Regions from separate parts of the Mus musculus genome. Here region 2 is linked to region 1. A link is a contact called in public promoter capture Hi-C data. All regions are on one chromosome and are shown on one strand. Each heading gives the region's core, a stretch centred on a gene start, on an enhancer-like site or on the middle of the called end of the contact. The rest is flanking DNA. Distances are from core to core; before and after follow the strand shown.

The links. Promoter capture Hi-C pulls out the DNA fragments that hold promoters and counts their contacts.
Region 2: a promoter capture Hi-C map of embryonic stem cells shows a contact between it and region 1, with 4 times the contacts expected there. The contact joins the promoter of Hdac8 here to the promoter of Cited1 in region 1. A contact is called at or near these places in 11 of 39 promoter capture datasets (the 3T3-L1 cell line, the C10 cell line, the SN4741 cell line and 7 more), 2 of 484 Hi-C or Micro-C datasets (embryonic fibroblasts and uterus), 8 of 115 datasets of contacts at active chromatin or transcription factors (embryonic forebrain, embryonic stem cells, extraembryonic endoderm stem cells and 3 more) and 3 of 9 other capture datasets (adipose tissue, liver and pancreatic islet).

The regions. Positions count from the first base shown.
Region 1 is chrX:102,249,949-102,254,242 of GRCm38.p6, forward strand. It overlaps Cited1 (Cbp/p300-interacting transactivator with Glu/Asp-rich carboxy-terminal domain 1), which reads right to left and starts at 2,233. Exons shown (of 3, transcript NM_001276466.1): 1 at 2,086-2,233. It overlaps Gm14858 (predicted gene 14858), which reads left to right and starts at 2,703. Exons shown (of 3, transcript NR_040285.1): 1 at 2,703-3,076; 2 at 3,532-3,665.
Region 2 is chrX:102,503,091-102,507,393 of GRCm38.p6, forward strand. It overlaps Hdac8 (histone deacetylase 8), which reads right to left and starts at 2,068. Exons shown (of 11, transcript NM_027382.4): 1 at 1,864-2,068; 2 at 1,309-1,361. The coding sequence starts at 1,974. Gm32262 (a long non-coding RNA gene) reads left to right here. Exons shown (of 14, transcript XR_003953070.1): 14 at 1,489-2,236.

The DNA.
Region 1 (4,294 bases), core at 983-3,482:
TACCCCAGTGTACTAAAAAAGGAAAAAAAAAAAAAACCCAAGAGCAACAAGAAGGGGCGGGGGAAATATGAGGAAAGTGCGTGTGTTCTGGTGTGGGCTCGCCGGGCAGGCTCTTGTAACATTTCCCTCGTGGCGCGCCAGCCCGCACCCCTCGGGAAGCTCCGGAGTCCGTCTAAGAGGCGATTGCATACCCCCCACCCCCACCCAACAACCCCAGTTTCTGTCTCCTACCCCACCCTTCCGTTCATTTGAGGGAAAAAACTTGGTTGACGGATGTCTGGGTCTGCTCCGAGCCACGAAGTGGTGACCGCGGAGCAGCGGCGAGGCTCCGCGGGGAAAAAAAAAAAAAAAAAAGCGGCGCAACAAGTGCGGACTCCGCGGCTCGCGTCTCCTGCCTCCCTCCCGCCGCCCGGCCTCGCCTGGCTACCCTCCGAGAAAGCCTTCGCCAACGCTGTTGGAGGGTGAGAAGAGGAAAGAGAAGGGGGGTGGGGTGGGAAGAGCGCGGCAGGTGGGGGGGGGTCATCTCGAACCTGTCCCGAGAGCAAAAGTTAAAATGGCACCAACCGGTATACTCCACCTCCATTGCTACTGAGAAATCTAAATGTCCAAACAGCACTGCGGCTTGGCTTGCACGCTCTCCAAGCAGCCCAGCTAGACTCGCCACCTTAAAACTAAAGGCCCCTTGTTTACGGACAGCTCGCCGGGGCCTCCTCGACGCGCCCGGAGAGAGCCACCGAGGCGGGCTTGGCCGAACGGAGCCCGGCACGCCAGGCGCGAGCACCAGTGCCGGAGGGCTCCAAGCGTCCTTTACCTCAGGTGCTCAGAAGCAGACAGGCGACGAAGCACGGGGTCTCCGCGTCAGCGCGACTTTGGGGACCCGCAGCGTCTCCGCGCGCGGGGGCGCACTTTGGCGCCAGCGGCAGTGGCTCGCGCGCCTCACAGACACTTCCGAGCGCCCTCGGAGCGTCCGCTGCTGCCGCTGCTCGCAGCTGGCTAGCAAAGATTCGAGGTGCCGAGGTGGGTGCGATAACTTAACCCAAGGTCACAACGTTAAAAGTGGCATGGTTCAGACTAGCTGTCCCGCCCCTGATCAGGCTCCCCGTGAGGCAGAGGCTGGGCGCCGCGCGGCCGCTTCCCCCGAGAGGGGCGTGTGCACGGGGGTCGTGCTGCGTGGGGAAAGCAAGTTGCCAGAATGTTCCAACTTGCAGCACGCAGCTTGGCTGAGTTCAGCCAGAAGCCCTTCTCGCTTCCAGCCCCCCAGGAAACAAGAGCTTTGTGCGGCCCCCGAGCGGCCTGATGCAGTCCTGGGTATTGGCAAAGTCGGGGAAGCAGAGCCGGAGAAAGCGCGGGCGCCGGAGTGGATGTGCTGCGGGTTTCTCCGGACAAGTGGGCTCCGCGTCCCGCGGGCCGGCCCGGGCTGCCGCCCCTCTGCCCGGCAGCTCCGGCAGCAAACAAGTCCCCCAGCCCCGCGGCCAGCTTGGCCGCCTCCGGTGCCCTCGGCCCCTGCTGCCCAGCCCAGCGTCCTGCCGGGCGGCCCGGCTTACCTCCGCGAAGCTGCTTGCCCGGGAGAGGAAAGCTCACAGGAGCTGAGGTACGGACGAAGCGACCTAGCCCCGAGCCCCCTTGGCACGCACACTGCCGCCGCCGCCGCTAGCCACTCGCTTCAGAGTCCCCAGCCGCACGGGCGGCCACGCGACCCCAGGGCGCCTGGGAAAAGCCTGCACCGCCGCGCCGCGCCGCGCCGCCGCACCGCACCGGGCAGCGCCGAGCTGCCCCGACCCGCGCTCTTGCCGGCCCGCAGCTCCGGCGCCCGGACTCCGGGGCGGTGGCGATCACAGCCACCACGCTTGGTTCTCGGCGCGGGGACCGGGCTCTTAAGCCCCCACTGCCTCCCGTAGAGCCCTGGCGCACAAGCACACAGCAGCAGGCTGGCCTCGGCTAGGAATCCCAGGAAGGACAGACCCCTTTCCCCCCTTTTTTCCCTCTCCCCCCAATTTTCACGTCTTTATAACCAGCTTAGAGCATTATTAGCACATGTCCTGGCTCGTGGGCGAGTTGGTGGCAAAATCTGAACTGGATACTTACGGAGGGCCCGAGTGGGTGCTGTGCCTTCCTCGCGTCTGGTCCTCTCTGCCAGGAGCAGCCCCGCGCCGATAGGTTGTGGGAGGAGCAGCCGGGCGGAGCTAGCTTCCTCACCGCAGCTCGGCAGCGCACTTCTGCAGCTGTGCCGCCGGGAACATTTTATAGCGGCGGGCTGGCGTGTGTGGCCCTTTAAAGGCGCTCGAGCTGGTGCAGTCACCGTGGATCTTGTGAAAGCAAAGGGCGGGCTAGGGAACAGAGTGCGTGCGTCCCCTCCTGTCCCTCAGCCCTGGGGGCACGACGCAGCTACTGGGGTGGGGCTGATGGTCTCTGATTATGGTCACTTCTCGCCCAGTGCTCTGGCCTATACTTGTTTTTCTAAAACTAGTGACAGCCCGAACCTGGGACGTGGGCTCTCCCCACCACCCTGCATGGACTTGCCCAATAAATTCCACTTAGTAATTTTACCGAGGCGAGGGAGAGCTGTTAGTGTCTGTTTTCTGACCTAAATCAAGTGGGTCGCCAGGACGGGCTTCAATGGATAGAGAGAAGAGCTGTTGGCTTAGGGAAAGGTCCAGAAGAGGGACTTGCACACGGGACGGTGTAGGCAAGGCACGGGTCTTAGTTTTCTGCAGGGCTTCCTCCGAGCCGGTTTGCTCTTTTTGAGCTATGTCTTCTCATCGTGGAATGGCCGAGGTTGGCGTGTCCCTTACCCCCTAAACTCCCTACATTTTGTGCAGGGGCACTTAGAGAGATCATATGGCAGCGGTGGCTTCCCTCAAGGCCCAAGGTTGGTTTCAAGGCTTTCTGTCCTGTGGTCATCCAGGGCAGAAGGAGGCTGGCAGGATGCGACGACGCTGGGAAATGCTGTTCTACCGGACCGTGGGGCTAGGTGCATGCATGCAACTCACATGGCTCACGGAAAAGCCAAGAACAGGCAGCGGGTTCGAAAAGATTGCCACTGAGTTCGCAGAGATTCCTCTTGCCACGATGCCAGGTTATTTTATTATGATTATATAATTATTCACATCTAGCAAGAATAACATCTTGCACGTAGAGCACGTCTCTTGTGTTGGTAAGGTGTCTTACAATCCTCACTGAAAGATATCTGGGGCTTCTCATTTCAAGGCATGTTCCCTGTGGGTAGAAACTCTCACCTCATTCACCCCTTGCAGGAAGGCCACCAGGATTACTGTCCTCTAATCAAGCCTCCCCCATTCCCACCCTACACCCCCCCCCCCACCGTCCACACACACACTCCTTCCATTCAACAATTCAGTTTATACTGTTTGGAAAACATTGTCGTTTGAAAAAGTACGATGTTAAGGAAAAGGGGGTGTGAGTGGGGGGAGGACTGTTACAGAGTCATTTCACTGTCTGTGTCTTGTGTCTTTTTAGTTGGCTTTGATGACCTGAAGATCTTTTTTCTTTCTGATTTTTTTTTTTTTTTAGGATCGCAAAGTGTCCTTAATTTGCTCTTCTAACAGAGTCGTGTTTGTTGATGAAATGACCGGCTTGCTGACAAAGAGGGGGCACAAATGGAGGCACAGAATTAGGCCCTTCTTTGGCATTTGGAGGAAGCTGGGGTGAGTACCCTGAGTAATTAGGGGACCCTTTCCCCTTGGTAGGCTGAAAAGCTGCCTCTCTTCATTGCTGATTGCTTTGGCCCCTCCCACTCTGCTCCAACTCAAAATCGGGGAAACAACCACACTCCCCACACCATCGCTACACTTTTCCACTTGGATTGTGGGTTGTGCCTAGTTCCCTGTTGAGAAAAGGTACAATCTATAGGGATCCCAAAGCTCTACTGGGGTAGCAGGCAAGGCACCCTTCCAAAGCCTCCTTAATATTTGCCGAAGATGAGAAAAAGTTTTTGTGAAAGCAATCAGTAGAGGAATGGACTTAGGCTTTTGAATTACAGTTGCTAATTTGGACCCCTGACCTGCCCCCTTCTCCTCTTGTTGGACTCTAGAGCTGGTTCCTAAACTGCAGATGCAGCTGGGTTGCAGGCTCCGGATCCCGGACCCGTGGATCCGCCCTCCATCTATTGGATGGCTCCCAGGCCAATTGTTAGAAAGAGGCATATGTTCATCTCAGCTTCTGGAGTGTCTCCGGAGCAGTTGCTCAACAGCTAGCCCCTTCCCCCATCCGGATCATTGAAGGGCAGAAAAGGTGTGCCCTCCATCACATTTCTATATGCCCAAGTTCCAGAAAG
Region 2 (4,303 bases), core at 818-3,317, 250 kb after region 1:
GAAATCTGCCTGCCTCTGCCTCCCAAATGCTGGGATTAAAGGCATGCGCCACCACGCCCTGCCATCCCAGCCTTTTCTAATTGTTGCCTTGTAGCACCTTCCCATCTGTTTCACTCACCCTAAAAGGAAAGACTACTGACTACTCAGCAGCGAGCTAATGACTTTGCTTTGACATCTTGTTTGCAATAAAATATTTGTAAGTGTTAATTTTGTGTGTGGGAGCCTAGACCTCCTATATGTTAGGCAAGTGTTCTACACATTGAACACTATCTTAAACCCCTTTAAAAATTGTATTTTGAGACAGGGTGTGGCTAAGTTACCCAGCTGGCTTTGAAGTTGTGATGTTCCTGTCTCAGCCTTCCAAAGGCCTAGAATTAACGGCCTGTACCACCAGGCTCAGAAAAGTGTTAAAATACTTTTAAGGAAAGACAAGTAGTTATTTTGATGACCATAGGAATTAAGCATAGGGAGGAAAACATTCCTAGAAGGGTATGGTGCTGCAAACCTGCTGATCCTGCACCTGGGAGGCAAGGCAGGTGGTTCTTGGTAAATTCAAGGCCAGCCTGGTTGATGTTAACAGTTCTTGGCTAGCCAGAACTACACAGTGAGACTCTGTCTCAAAACAACAACACATTCCAAAAGAATGTACACACTAAAAATGACTTAATACTAAGAATAAAATATGAAAACCTATTATATTACTTTCTGTGAAGAAAATGCAGCATTAGGTGATCTAGCCAGTCACGTAGTTGGTCAGTAATGAGAAAACCTGATTTGACATGTGCCAGGTCCATAATACTTTCATTTATGACATTAAATATAGAATTGGCAATCAACAGAAAGCTTGTTTTTGGCTTGTTTTTGAGAAGGATGTAGCTAGCTTTACTTGTGTGGTCAACAGAGACCAGGTTAAAGTTTGGTGGTGATGGGGGTGGGGTAGCAGATCTAAGTCTCAAATTGAACCCACATCCCCAAATCTAGCTTTAGAAAACAAACAAAATCCAGACCAAATATAAAACAAAACATTTTCCAGCTTAACACCTCCTCACATGTCTAGAAGCAAAGTCTCTTTTCTAAGGGATCTTAACCCCTTCGTGTGCCTTTCCCAACTGTTCTCAAGCTTTCCCGGCGGTACAAGCATCTAACAAAGACTATGAACACCCCACTCCCACACAAGCTTTTTTTTTTTTTTTTTTTTGAACGCAGCATTTCTCGCTGGTTAGTCCCACTGGGAGGAGACAAGGTGTTAAGGCTATGAACACGCCTGCCCTCAGAAATGATCATGTTCAGAAAGGTCAACGCACTTACCTCATTTGTTTATGCAGGGCATAGGCTTCGATCAGAGAGTGGACCATACTGGCCTGAAACAGCATCAAAGAAAGGCAGAGCAGTCTCCTTAAGGTTCAATGTACTGAAATGCCATTAACAACAACAGCCTGCGCGGAGAACTAACTACTTTCTCTCTTCTCCCTTCTGTCACTTTAACAGAATACACTTAAGACAAACACAGAGTCTCAAAATCGCCAAGATTCGAAGCTCCCCAGCTTTACTAACGCAAGTGATGGAATACTCTCTCCTAACAGTTTGTGGTCCAGGACCCCCTATTGGTAACTCCGCTCACCTCTGCGCCAATCCTTCCCCTCCCCCGCCCCCCGCCCCCACTCGAGCGTTGGATGCCCCACTGCGCTCTCTGAAGGTAATGAACCACTTCCTTCTGCTCGGCTTGGCGTGCCTGGCACTGCTAGTTACATTTTTGCTGAAGGTATCCTTCAGTCCAGTTTTCTCGTTTCCTAATGTACTCCCTTTCACACCCTCCCACCCCCATCCCCGCAAACCGTGGTCTTTGATCCAGACCTCTCTTACCCGTTTGGGGACCTTCACAAGGGAGTCGCAGATGCTGACATACTCGGGACTGTAAATATAAACCGGGGGTAGTGAATGCCCACTGTTGGCGGGTTCCTCTGGCATCTCCATCTCCCACTTCCAACCGTCCGCGAGCCAAAGTCTGGAGCCAACAGTTTTCAGACTCAGCCTGAGCTCCAGTTCCTGCTCCTCTGTTCAGCCCCAGCGGTGCTCCCTTGTCAACATTCCCTCCTATTTAGATCGCCGGAGACAGTTTCCCTGGTCCCTCGTCCAACTACAGGGATGGATGGGCCCTTCCAGACCAGATGCCTTCTACTGATGACCACAGTTCAAAAAAGGTGCCTGACAGATATAAAAACCAAATAACTGCCAATTGGGATCAATTTTTTCATGGCACAAGTAGCACGGTCAAAAGTAACCAGCCTTGTTGCCCTACGGGGCCATTTGAAATGAGGTCAGACCAGCTCCAAAGCATGCTGGGAGATGTAGTTTTAAAGGAGTATGGTAACAGAAAGAAACACAGCTAAACACTAAAAAAACGTGGTTTCAAGTTTTGGCGCTAAGAGTCTGAACTCTTTTAAGTTTTCAAACTGCAAATATCATTTAAATATTTAAATAGAGGTAAACTATACATTCAATAGCAGGCAAGACCACCACCCAGCTACATTAGCTAATGGTGCTAAGGCTGAGGATTGTTTGAAATGTTTACAGAGTAAATTTCGTGCTGCAACTTTAGTTCGCTACTTTTCATCACTGTCTGAAAGAGATTAACAGCCTCTCCAATAATCCACTCTGACAAACCCGATGTCACCTTCCTAAAACTGAGACAGGGACTGTGGAGCTTTCATGTGATGAAAAGCAAGGGTTCTCTCCCAAGTAGTGGGAAAACACACCTCCCCCATCCCCCAACACACAGCCACTTTTTCTTTCATTTGCTTCTGAAGCTAAACAACGGTTAGGGCAAATGTTTTAGGTTTGGTGTACAGGGTGTTAGTGTGTCCCCAGGCAGTGTTATTTCCACCAGAAGTTTGGGGGTTCTGGATGCCTACAAGATCTGAGCCTAGCTGGTCAATTCCCAGACTCCCAGCACTCAGACCATCCTCAACTGACACACTGAGGCCTCCGAGACAGGCCCAGATTTGTACTTTCTTTAAAAGACAAGCTTGCTTTAAACTTTTGTTTCGTGATAAGCACTTTGGATATTATCTTAATCCTTTCAACAGTTCTATGACGCAAGCTGTAACATGTCCACTTTGCAGATGTACTTTGGAGGGTAAAAACTATTCTCGGTCACACACTGAGGTAGGAAAACAATCCAAAATTAGCTCTACCTAACACCCAAAACCTAAATACTCCTTTTACTATGTGAATTTGATGCTTCCAGGTTGACTTTCTGCTATACCTGTGGTCAATATTCGATTTAGTATCCCAATACTTAATATTCTTGCAATCTTGAGGTATGTACGTGTGTGTGTGTGTGTGTGTGTGTGTGTGTGTGTGTGTGAGAGAGAGAGAGAGAGAGAGAGAGATATGCATTTGTTCTCCAATTAGAATGGAACAAGTTATGCTTCATTTGTATTTGTCTATAGAACTAGTTCAAAGCACTGTAATCATTCAGTTACCCAAGCACTTCTATGAACTGAGTGCACTATTAAGCACTTCTATGAACTAAGTGTACACTTTAGCTTTGGATTCAAAGATACACTGCACTCTCAGGGAATCTGCATTATAATAGATAAGATAAGGCTACTTCATTTGAAACCATATTAATAACAGAGCCAGATAATGAATGGAGGGCACTTAGCTTACTTAATAGGCATAAAGTACTTAACAATAAATGGTTAAGTAGGATTCTTACTAGCATTTCAGAATATCTTATGAGATGCACAATACTGTGCTTGGTGAGGATGAGAGGGCATGCTGACTGGAAGGAGCAGCTTAGATTTAAAAAAAATACAAAGAACTGTGACAGACAAGATTTCTCAGTAGGTAAAGGTACTTGCTGCTAAGCTTGATGACCTGAATTCAATCTCTGGATTCCACATGGTGGAAAGTGAAAAAATACCTCCTGCAAGTTGTCCTCTGCCTTCCATATGCATGCTCCGTTGCATAGGAGCACCCCCAACACACACAATTAATAACATAGAAACAATCTCAATACAAAGAAGAAAGCTGGAGTTGGTGGCATGTGCCAGCAATCCAAGTATTCAAGAAACAAAGGCAGAAGAGTCACAAGTTTGAGACCAGCCTAGGCCAGCCAGTGCTACTAGTAAAACCCTGTCCCTACATCAAAATAAATAAATCCATGAACAATTTAAAAAAACCCTACTCTATTTTAGTGGAACAGGAAAGTTCATGAAAGGCTTCAATACTAGGCTAATGAAAACATATTTCATCCTTTTCGAAATGGGAATGCGTTTTTGTAGTGCTGGAATTGCAA